Regions from separate parts of the Mus musculus genome. Here region 1 is linked to region 2. The links are chromatin contacts, called in public HiChIP or PLAC-seq maps. All regions are on one chromosome and are shown on one strand. The core of a region is the stretch at or near the end of the contact, and the rest is flanking DNA. Distances in the headings are between cores, read along the strand shown.

The links. HiChIP or PLAC-seq counts read pairs in DNA pulled down with a chosen protein or histone mark.
Region 1: an H3K4me3 HiChIP or PLAC-seq map of the SCID.adh cell line shows a contact between it and region 2, with 12 read pairs. The contact joins the promoter of Nln here to the enhancer-like site in region 2. A contact is called at or near these places in 1 of 15 datasets of contacts at CTCF or cohesin (the NIH/3T3 cell line), 2 of 484 Hi-C or Micro-C datasets (Th1 cells and extraembryonic endoderm stem cells), 3 of 115 datasets of contacts at active chromatin or transcription factors (the SCID.adh cell line, bone marrow-derived macrophages and embryonic stem cells) and 2 of 9 other capture datasets (adipose tissue and liver).

Annotation. Positions count from the first base shown.
Region 1 is chr13:104,105,825-104,111,423 of GRCm38.p6, forward strand. Nln (neurolysin (metallopeptidase M3 family)) reads right to left here and starts at 3,790. Exons shown (of 13, transcript NM_029447.2): 1 at 3,592-3,790. The coding sequence starts at 3,632. Sgtb (small glutamine-rich tetratricopeptide repeat (TPR)-containing, beta) reads left to right here and starts at 3,917. Exons shown (of 11, transcript NM_144838.2): 1 at 3,917-4,145; 2 at 5,246-5,365. The coding sequence starts at 5,266.
Region 2 is chr13:103,955,043-103,960,893 of GRCm38.p6, forward strand. No RefSeq gene overlaps it. Among named protein-coding and RNA genes, the nearest start is that of Erbin, 37 kb to the left of the region's middle. Within about 2 kb of position 2,384, at least 51 of the 459 cell types and tissues checked have an H3K27ac peak or open chromatin away from gene starts, as enhancers often do. A contact at or near this core is called in the SCID.adh cell line, where this site is marked.

The DNA.
Region 1 (5,599 bases), core at 2,540-5,039, 150 kb after region 2:
TCCATTATCATCGTGGTGGTAGCCAGGTGTAGTGTTGAGATCTAACCTGATCCAGAGAGAGGGGGAGGGTAGAAGAGAGGCTGACTGGCATGGACTTCTGAAACCTCAAAGCCAACCCCCAGCAATACATTTCCTTCTACCAGACCACACCTATTCCAACAAGGCAGCCCTTCCTAATCCTTCTCAAATAGTATTCAAATACGAGCCTATGGGGGCCAGTCCCATTCAAACCACCACAGTGACTATTATCTACGTCTTCAAGTGACATACGAGTTAATATACTTACAGTAGATTACTAATACTAACCACTCCTTTCTACGCGCCGCCCCCCCCCCCCCCCGTTTCTTCGAGGCGGGTTTTACTCTGAGACCCAGGATAGCCTGGAACTCATAATCTTCCTCCCTCAAGCTATCACATGCTGAGATAGCAGGCACATACCACCATACCTGGCATATTACTAACTTCTAAGAAGATAACAATTTTGAGGCTTTTTATATATTTATTTCTTTGCATGCATGAATGAAGAGTCAGTCAATGCTGAGTATATAAGCAGTTTTCCACACTTGGAAGGCAAACAATAAGGCCACAGGTTTGTAGAGTGGACCCTGAGACCAGGTCAGGGAAAACATGAGGTGCAGAATGTTCCAGAATACTGAAGCTTATAATACGATTTTTGCTTCATAGATCTTTGTGGCGATAATGAAACCAATGGTGTATAAAACTGTTGCCATCTTTGCACTTAAAACTATTACTAACATTGGTAGACAAATTCAAGGCCTCACACTCCTGCTAAAAAGAATCTCAGTTGTATTTTAGGATACTCTTGCACTAACTACTGTTTATTAAGCCTCAACTCTTCACTGTGGACGTACGGCCAGACACATACACCTCTGAACAATGGTGTTCCAGTGGAACTGACTGCACAAATCACAGCATCTGTCAAAGTGAATGAACTGTGAGCCAAAAAACACCTTTTCTCCTCCCTTTCTTTTCATTGAATACCTTTTTTTTTTTAAGAAATTAACAAATTTGTTTGATACTGGGTCTTACCACATACGCTGAGCTGGCCTTCAACTCTTGATCCTATTGTCCATGTCTTCAACGCTGAGATTACAGGAGTGTGTTGCTATACTTGATTATAATACTATTTTTAATGACAAACAAATCAGAATTATTCTGTTTGTCCATCCAGTTATAGTCTATGGGTTCAATTCCAGCACAACAAGAATTGTGGGTTTAGAATGCCAGTAGGTGTGTGAGGTGGATCATACTTGTTATCGCAGCAACTGGGAGGCTAAGACATGAGGACTGTGAATTCAAGGCCAGCCTGGGCTTTATAGAGCAAGACCCTGTCTCAAAAACAAAACAAAACAAACAAAATAACAAGCAAGCAAACAAGCAAAGCTATCCCCATTGAAGTAATCAAGTGAGACTGTCACTTCAAGGAAAAATACAAGGATGTAGTCACTAATAAAATTCCAGGCTTCCAATGAAAACTAGAATGTTGGAGAATAGGATCTACTACAGTGAGCACTTGAAGACTTCTAATAAAAATGGATGGTAACCCTGAGGAATGTAACATTAGACAGTATGTAATAAAATAGGTCAACATCAGAAAAACTCCATAGCACAGCCACTTATTCCCAAATGAACTGTGACTGGAGTTTCAAAATTATGCAGAGTACCCTCCCAATTTAAAGATACACCAAGTGAACTTAGCATAGCAGCATAAGTAGAGTCAGTGGTACACGCCCCGAACTCTACTCTGCAGCTCACCCTTAAAAAACCAAGCACTGACCATGGTTACTTTAGAAAGCTATTAAAATATTCTTCTCTTGGGCTGGAGAGATGGCTCAGTGGTTAAGAGCACTCACTGCTCTTCCAGAGGTCCTGAGTTCAATTCCCAGCAACCACATGATGGTTCACAACCATCTGTAGCGGGATCTGATGCCCTCTTCTGGTGTGTCTGAAGACAGCTACAGTATACTCATATAAATAAAATAAATAAAGCTTAAAAAAATTCTTCTCTTTCTACCTATATATGAATGTGAAGTAAGGTTTTCCTTCTTAAATCAAAATAAAATGGAGAAACAGCTTAAATGTACAGGTATGTGTAGTAATCAAGCCATTTTGTATTAAGTCACTCCAGCATCCACTGACAAGATAAATGGAAAAATACGCATATATTTATTACTACTTGATAAACATTAATCTTTATGAATGTCCCAGTTTTTTTTTTAAAGATTTATTTATTTATTATTATATGTAAGTACACTGTAGCTGTCCTCAGACACTCCAGAAGAGGGAGTCAGATCTCGTTAAGGATGGTTGTGAGCCACCATGTGGTTGCTGGGATTTGAACTCTGGACCTTCGGAAGAGCAGTCGGGTGCTCTTACCCACTGAGCCATCTCTCCAGCCCGAATGTCCCAGTTTTAATTGTATATGGTTAACTATCGGTAGATATAATCGACAACAACAAAATTAATGTTCCTAGGTTTTCAGCAATTTTTAAAGGTAAAGGGGTCTTAATATTAAAAAGTTAGAAAAGAGAGCTAGCAGCGTTATAATGGAAATTTATTCTCTCTTCTTGCTTTCCATTAAATGGAAAAAAGAACTTCATTTGACAGCTTTACCACTTCCAGCCTGGAGACCAGAAAACAACAAACCTTGCTCAAATAATGGTCACAGTCATCAGGTGAACTCTGAAGAATCACTATTGTCCCCTGGGTGCACAAGGGCTAAGGAACACAGTGATCCACGCAGATGAGTGGCAAAGCACAATAGAAAATGACGAAAAGCAGAAATGCTGATGGTTGAAATAGTTGTGTGCACATCTACAAACCCCACAAAGTTCTTTTTTCCCCGTTGAACTTTCACATGAAATTTCAGTGTAAGGCAGATTTGGCAATGGGAGGTGGTGGCGGCTTTGTTCCCGAAAACCCGGCATATCCGTGCAAAGAATTTAATTCTCTCACCATTTTGCTACTGGTCTGTTGCAGAGGGGTGTGGTTAGAGCGCTAGGAAGCAATTCAAACCGTGTCCAAGCAACAATTCTGGACCAAGTCAATTTGCCAGGTTAAGAGATCGAATGTTTTAAGGAAGGAGGGATATAAAAATGAAGTTAGAAAGCAAGGACGGAAATAAGTATGAAAACCAAAGCGGTCTCGGGTGTATATTAAACGCCTGGACCGCTAACAAGTGCATGAGGTGCGTACGAAAATGCTTGCTTTCTGGAGTCCACAGCTGCGGCACTCTCTGTATCAGGTCCGCAGGTCTGAAGGGCGCGTCGGTCTATCCTTCCGTATTTATTTTGGGTTGGGTCTGTGAACCCAACAATTCTCACAGACTGCGGCTGAAGCAATCCCAAACAAAGGGGAAAGGACGGCCTCCTGGGGGAAGCGGCAAGGGAAAGGTGGCCCCAGGTTGCTGCACCAGGTGTCCCTACAGAGTCCATCAAGCAGGCAGAGGGAAAGAACAGTCCCAGAGGCATCCTGGGTGGGTGTAGTAGGGCTGCACCAGGCCCCACGGCTGTCGTCGACAGACGACCCCACCCTTGCCCACGGTCAAGGTTAACCCGCCCACTAGAGTACCTGTGGAGGCCTCGCAGAGCCGAAAGGCACAGGGTGATCATGGGCAGGCCGGGAGGCCGGCAGCAGCTGGCGCGTGGTCCTCCGGCTTGGTAGGTGCAGGAGGCGGGCGGTGGAGTCTGCGAGCCCGGAAGCCGAGAGCGGGCAGAGCGGAGCAGACCAGATCTCGAGACTGAGGCCGCTAGCCAGCGCCCTCCCACGTGCTGCAGGCCCACGCCTACGCCGTGGCCCCGCCCCTAGCCCCGCCCCGCATCCGGCTCCGTCCCCGCCCCGAGTCCATCGCCCCGCCCCTCTCTCTGCCCCGCCTCCACCCCACCCCTCCGTGCCCTGCTCCGCCCCTGGGGCGGATCCAGCAAGCACTGTCGTCCGAGAGCCTTGCGAGCAGCCGGGTGGGCTGAGGGGGCGGCGGCGGCGGCAGCATTGGAGCGGGGGAAGTTTGGGAGCCGTGGCCCCCTCTGCGATCCAGAACACCGCTCAAGCCCCGAGGACCGCGGGGACAGGCGGACCCGCTTCCCGACGCCCCCGGGCCCGCAGCCGTCATCTCGTGTCCTCTCGTGGTAAGGGGCTTCTCTCTGGAAAGGGTGCGTCTCCCGCAGCCCCAGATGGAGGCCTGCACCGCGCACCCCCTGCAAACACTGTCTGGGCTGAGGCAAAGCCGGGGTACAACGGGGAGGGAACCATGGGGGTGGGAGGTGGATGTGATTGGAGATGTAGGAGGGGAAGCTTGGAGGAGGTTGGACAGCTCTCCCCACCCCCATTCTGTTTCCCTCTTCTGCCCCGGGTCCTTAGTCAGAGAGTGAAATAACCTCTCTGGCCTAGGGAGTAGATTCGCCTTTAAAAGAAGTACAAAGCTAATAAACATCCTAGAAGCGGGTACCACACCCTGGCTGTGAATTAGGGATCCCGGGGAGCAGATTGCTGATACGATTTAGTGGAAATAAGCCATTAATGCCACCTGGCCCTGCGCCACTGTTTGGATGCATAGTATTCCATGTGAATGAACGCGGCCAGGAGCTTCCAGCTTGTCCACGAGAGCACAGCTACTGCAGGCAGGGGCAGATCGGTTTGTACTATCTATCGGGTTAGACGGTGATTTCTGACCAGTGTACTGATTAAATAGAAACGCCGGGTTTTAACAATAACACTCAATGGTTGAATAACCTTTCCACAGAGCCTTGTCGTCAGCAAGTGACTCTTAACCTACAAAAGTAGTAGAGTATAAATGATTAATACATTAAAAAAAATCTCTTGGAATAAAGGAAGATGCTCTCACTATGGCTCACATTCTGAGTCAGCAGTACGAGATCTCCCTCAACTTAGAAGCGAGGCCTTTCAAGGGTGATTCTCCATATGTCTGCACTCCTATACTTTCTTGTATCTGTATCATATATGCTGTTAAGACACGGTGAGCTCTAGGCGTTGCTACACATGTTTTGAAAATCTGTCTTTGTTATTTTTATTTTTTTACTGATGCAAGCTTTAACATAGTTGAATAGTGCTGGGTCTGAATGAGCATGTGGAATACATGACTATAACCACTTGTGCTTTCTGGACCCTTTAAAGAGAGAAAAGTAATCAAGGTAATGAATATTTTTGCTTTTATTGCTTTGAACTTGGTGGATGACCCTTGTTATTTTCTTCTTCTTTTTTAATCAAGGAGATATTTAAGCGTCTAAAATGTCATCTGTGAAGCCCCTAGTTTATGCAGTTATTCGTTTCTTGCGGGAACAAAGTCAGATGGATGCATATACTTCTGATGAACAAGAAAGTTTGGAAGGTAGGCACCTATTGTTTGTGTCCTAATTTTGTAAAGAAATACTAAAATAGCTACAATCCAAAGCTTATGGTTTTTAATAACAAAATCAGAATATTTTGTTGAGAGGCTTAACTAGATATGTTATTTCCATTTTTTGAGGTTTGTTTTAACTAATAGGAAATAGGACTATTTGTCTACTGAAAAATTACTGTCAGAAGTATGTCATTCATATTTTAGGGAAGTTTTTCATCATGG
Region 2 (5,851 bases), core at 1,134-3,633:
CATTATCTTATTGAATTCCAGGAAGGAAGGCACTAGGATGTTTCCTTTGGTTGAGGGTATGTTTGTATTCAGGGCACAGTAGTAAAGCTGGCTTTGATATTGGAAAATTCTGCTCTCCGGCCATCCATTCGAACTGGAGAGAGGTGATAGCACACTGGAGTCTGATTAGCATTTCCCTGATGGTTAGTGATGTTGAGCACTTCACATGCGATTTGTGTATCTTCTTTCCAGAAATGTCATCTGACTCTTTTGCCCATTTTTTAAGTTGGATTATTACTTTATTGTTTATTTAAAATATACTTGTTTTTGATCTATATGGATGCTTTGCCTGCATGTATGTTTGAGTACCACCTGCATGCACAGTGTCTGGAACTGAAGCTATGAGCAGTTGTGAACTTCCCTGCGGTTGCTGGGGATAGATCTTCTTTCTGTCTCCTGGAAAAGCAGACAGTGTTCTTATATGCTGAGCCATCTCCCCAGCCCACTGTAAACTTGAGAGGGAAGGAAAGCTCTGTTTCTTAGTTTCAGTCCATAGTCATTGGTCCAATTGCCCTTGAGTCTGTGACAAGGCAGTATGTCATGGCTGCAGCACGCCGTGCCTAAAGCTGCTTACCTCAAGGCATGCAGGAAGTAAAATAAAGAGAAGACACCAATGTCCCACAGTCCCTGTAAAGGCCATGCCTCCTGGGATCAAAAACCTCTTTCTAGATCCCCCATCCTAAAGGTTCTACTACCTCCCAATAGCACCTCCAGGGCCAAGCCTTTAATACTGGGCTTTCTGAGTGTACTTGTTCAAACCACAGTGCCTTCTCATAAAGAAACTAAAACAAACGTCTGTAAAACAGCACTTCCAGGAAAGCAAAGCTAACTTCAGCTTTTCACTTTTTGATGAAAGTATCTACACTCTGGCCAAAGGGAGGTACAAAAGTGTCACCTTGAGAGAAAGCCAGCATTTGCAACGGTTTAGAAGAAACAGAAATGATCATAAATTCCCTCAAGTAATCACAAAGATTTTTTCCACCACCAGACACTTCTCCTAGTTGTTTATTTCAATTTTGAGCCATCTTGGGGGGGGTTAAATTCTGATAGCAATAATAATTCTCCCCCCCTTTTTTCTTTTTCTTCTCCTTCTCCTCCTTCTCCTCCTTCTCCTCCTCCTCCTTCTTCTTCTTCCTCCTCCTCCTCCTCCTCCTCCTCCTCCTCCTCCTCCTCCTCCTCTTCCTTCTCTTCTTCAATAGAGTCTTACATAACCTAGGCTGATTGGAACTTGCTATGGATTCAAGAATGCCTGCAGATGTCTTGTCTTCCTACCTCTACTTTCTACTTGCAAGGATCTACAGGTATGGAATATTATAAGGCTTTGTTTATTTTTTCCTTTTTTAAACCTCTGTGTTCATGCATACATGTTTGTACAGGTACACATAGATGTGCATACACCGAGGCCAGAAAAGAGTGTTAGATCCCTCAAAGATGGAATTACAAGACTTTAGGGGATACTTGGCTTGTTATATGGGTGCTGGGTTCCAACCTTTGGCCCTTCTAATTGAGGAATGAGTGCTCTTAACTGCATCTAAACCATCTTTCCAGACCTCTTATAAATCTTAGTCACAGCATAGTTCTATTTTTCTTTAGTTGATCTTCTTGAAGAAATCAGTTCACCTCTGAGGAACTTCTGGGTTGTTTTCTCCTGCAGCTTAGCAGATTTTGATTTGTTCTTGTGGCTCCAGTCACCAAGTCTATATGAGTGGATTGAAGCCCCCACATCTTTTTCCAAACTCTTTTCCAGAGTGCTGGCTGACATATTATCAGCTACACGAGAAGAACCTCATGGGCCCTGTATTAATTTCCTTCTCACATCCTTCTCTAATCTGCAGTTTCCTACCTAATTTTCTACCTGTACCACCTGTCGCCTTTGACCCACCCCTGTTCAACATCCCTTCACCTGAATGCCAAGTCTTACACATTTTGCCAATTAGACAGATTTCCAGCCATTTCTCTCCATCACTACAGCCATTAACAGTCCAAGCTACTCTAATGTCTCACCTTCATCATAGCAAAAGAGTCCAAAATCCCCTCCTTGCCTTCAGTCTGTCCTCAGAGATCCAGTCTACACACAGTAGCTAGAATGGTTGTTCTAAATCACAACCCAAGCTCACCTTTCTCCTGCTAATATATAATGGTCACTGCCTTCAGGATTAAGTCCAAATTTCTCAACCCATAGACGTTCACGATCTGCTCTGTCCACCTGTTTCTACAGCTTCACCTCTTCCAGTATCCCTTCCCCCACCACAGCTGCAGCAACAATGAGTTTCTTTCTGTGTGCTCTGGTATTTCCTGGTCTTTGCATATACTGCGACACACTCACCATCTGGAACAGACCAAGCGTTCTCTGTATCACCAGATCCTCGTTATCAGCTACCCGCAGTATCGGATCTCAGTGCAAACCCCACAGTTCTCTTGCAACTGTCTACTCTAGACTGAGTAAGGGGTCGCCCTCTATTCCCACAGCACCCCATACTTACTCCTATTAGAGTTTATTACACAGTGGATTTTGATTTTCTGATTGTTTTTGCCACCCTTAGTAGATTGGTAGCTCCCTACTGACAAACAGGGTGTCTTGTTTACTTTAACATCCCTGGTAAGGTGATAGCTTAAAGGTCTTGTAAAAGACAGGGTAGAGGCCTGGAACCAGTAAGCTCTCATTTCCTACTGACTGAGTGATGAATGAAGTCACAGAAGTGACAGGCTCCCTGGCTGCTAGAGCTGTTACAAATAAAGCTTGGGTTACTTTGACTGGATTATCAAGTAAACCTTCAGGCCTAGGCCAGACTGGGGAAATCAGGACCTTGATTTTCATGGCCTAGACTGACCCCATCCTACAGTCAGGTGTCCTGGCTTTAACAAAGGTCTGTGAAATTGTGGTGTGTTTGTGTCTAAGTGTGTAGTATGTTTGTATGTATGTGTGTGGTGTGTTTGTGTGTATGTGTATAGTGTTTGTGTATATGTAGAGTATATGTTTGTGTGTGTGTAGTCTGTTTGTGTGTATGTGTAGTGTGTGTATGTATGTAGTGTGTGTATGCGTGTGTGTTGTGTATGTGTGTAGTGTGTGTTTGTGTGTATGTGTGTGGTATGTGTGTGTATGTGTGTGTACCTCTAATGCCATTCCTTATGCCACTCACTTTGGTTCTTGAGACAGGGACTTTCACTAGCCTGGAACTGGCCAAGTAGGCTGGTGTGGAGATCTGGTGAGCCCACGGATCTGCCTGTCTCTACTGGGATCAGAAGTGTGTGCTGCTGCACCTGGTTGGTTTTGTGGTTCTAGGCATGAACTTGGGTCCTTTGGTTTGCAGAGCAAACCCTTTACCAAATGAGCTTTACCAGCCCTTTAATTCCCAGTCTGACCGAAGCTACTTCATCCTCTAAATGAGTTATAAACTAGGCAAAAGTAAATCTTCTCTCTTTTTTTTTCCTTTAAAAATGAATTGTTAGCATTTAATGACCTCCTCTCTCGCCTAATACCTTCAGCCTTCCTTGAAGCTCGTCCTCGGAAGAATTTGTCCCTCACAATGACAGGCTGCTTAGGAAGTTTCTCTTTCTCCCAGAACTTTGTAGACGCTTCAGAAGGAAAGGGTTTCTAGTACACCACAGGTTTTAGTCAGAGTCTTCTAAAGGGACAGAACTGAAAGAGTATCTGTTGTATAATATGTAGTGATTAGCTTACAGGATGCAGTCTGGATGGTGCAACAATGCTGCCGCAACGGGGTGTGTGTGTGTGTGTGTGCGCGCGCTGCTTTCTCTACAGATTCAGGGAAGTCCTCTTTGAAAAAGGGCCGTCTGAGCTGAGTCCTGACTGGTAACAAGGAGGGAGGCAGATAAAGAGATGTGGGAAGAATAACTGTGTTGGAAGAAATAGCAAGTGCAAAGAATAAATTTGCAAGTTCAAGAAACATGGGGGTGGGGTGGGGGTAGAGCATTTGAGACAGGGACGTGTTGGTGCTGGAGAAGGCAGCTCTCAAGCCACAGGCTTGGGCTTGAACACTGAAGCAGTACTAGAGGCTCTAGGCGAGTGGTTGATCTTTTCCCCCTAAATATCCTTAAATGTGGACTAAAGAAGTAGAAGCGAAAAGGAGTGTGGGGGCAGGGAGCCAATTATTTTTAAATCTCTCCCACTTAAACTAAAACCGTTCGTTTGTGCCTTGTCGTATTCCAATAGTCAGAATGAATTGTTGACATGGAGCGATGCATTTGCAGAGACTGTTAGTGACTCCAGAGAAGAATGGATCCTTCCTGCACATTTTACTTTTTTTTTTAACTGTTCCTACCCAATGGGAGGTTAGAAAGTAATTTTGTTTAAGAACTAAAATTAAAGCAATTACTAATTTTAACCTATTCTCCTCCCAGGTGGTTATCGCAATTAAAATCAGAACCTCTAACAGTCACATCCAATGAGAACACAAAGCTTTCAAATCCTTCATTCTAGACCTTTGGGTGAAGGGATGAGATTTTGCAAGTCTTCTCTATTTTAATTGCAGCTTATGCAGCCTTGCTAGAGAAACCTGTGAGGTTTAAAGGTGAATTCGATCTGAGTGTAATTAAAAAGTTATGTGTGCAGTATTCCTTGCTAGGAAATGTTATCCATGTAGTGTCTGTTAATGACTTAAAGTTGGTTTGTTATCTGCTGTTCAGACCGTTCTCTGTCAAAATAAAAACTTAATATATTGTAGTCCTGAAAAAATATTTTTTTTCCACAGTACCGTAAAGCACTTCGCTGGTGTTTACCCCTTTGTCCTCGCCATTTCCAAGGTAAGTAGGTGGAAAGTCTTCTGCACAGACAGCATGAGCAGGAACAAGGCCAAGAGAAATGAATGAACATGTCCAAGGTCACGGTCTACGTCAGCGGCAGCGGAGGGATGAGTCTCAGGTCTTTTCATTCCCAGGGATCTGGCATTCTGTAATGTCAGCTAGGTACCAGACCAGCTCTTGTTTGGTTTAGTGCATTTGAGTCTCCATGCATACAATGACTGTGAGCTAATGAGACATCTGTTTGGAGTTGTACCCCTGCTCTTGGTGTTTACCTTGGCAATGACTCTTAACGGTTATTTTTAGCTGCCTGTTTTGCTTTTTCTTTTTAAACTGTTGTTTATGAATGATGGCATTTGAGGTTTAAAATGTGGTGAGATTAGAAGAGTTATCTCATAAATCACAGGTGGATTGCCTTTCTAAGAACCTATGTGGGCTATATATAACCTTGCTATTTTGCAAAAGACAAGACTTATTGCCTGTTGTTTAGGAAACTAGAAACACACGTGCGCGCGCGCACACACACACACACACACACACACACACACCTCCATTGAGAACTGGATGTCTTTTTGTCCATAATAGGCTATCTAAGCTTCTGGGCACCTATAAGAAATAAAAGCAGTAAAAGCTTTGAAATCTAGACATTTTTTGGCTCACGTATTCTCTCATTCTAGAATACCTTTTGGGCCCCACCCATTCTTGAGGCAAGGTCTCACTACCTAGTGAGGCTGGTCTTAAACTAGAGAGCTCCCTGCCTCGACCTCCTGGGTGCCACTCACTGCCGCTGAGTCCCTCTGTTCCCTTGCTTTATTTTTGCTGCTTCCTCCTTCCCCCATGCCTGAATATTTATTGTAAAGAGGGAAAAATTCCAAGCACGCACAGGTAAAGCAAAATTACTAGCCGACCTCCACATGGCTGCCACCCTGATGGCAGTTACACGTAAGTACCGTTGCATAGTGATATTTTTACCACGCTTACTTCATCTGCCACTTTTTTCCATTGCCCATCTTTTCCAAACTAAATCTCAGACACCAAGTCATCCCATCTT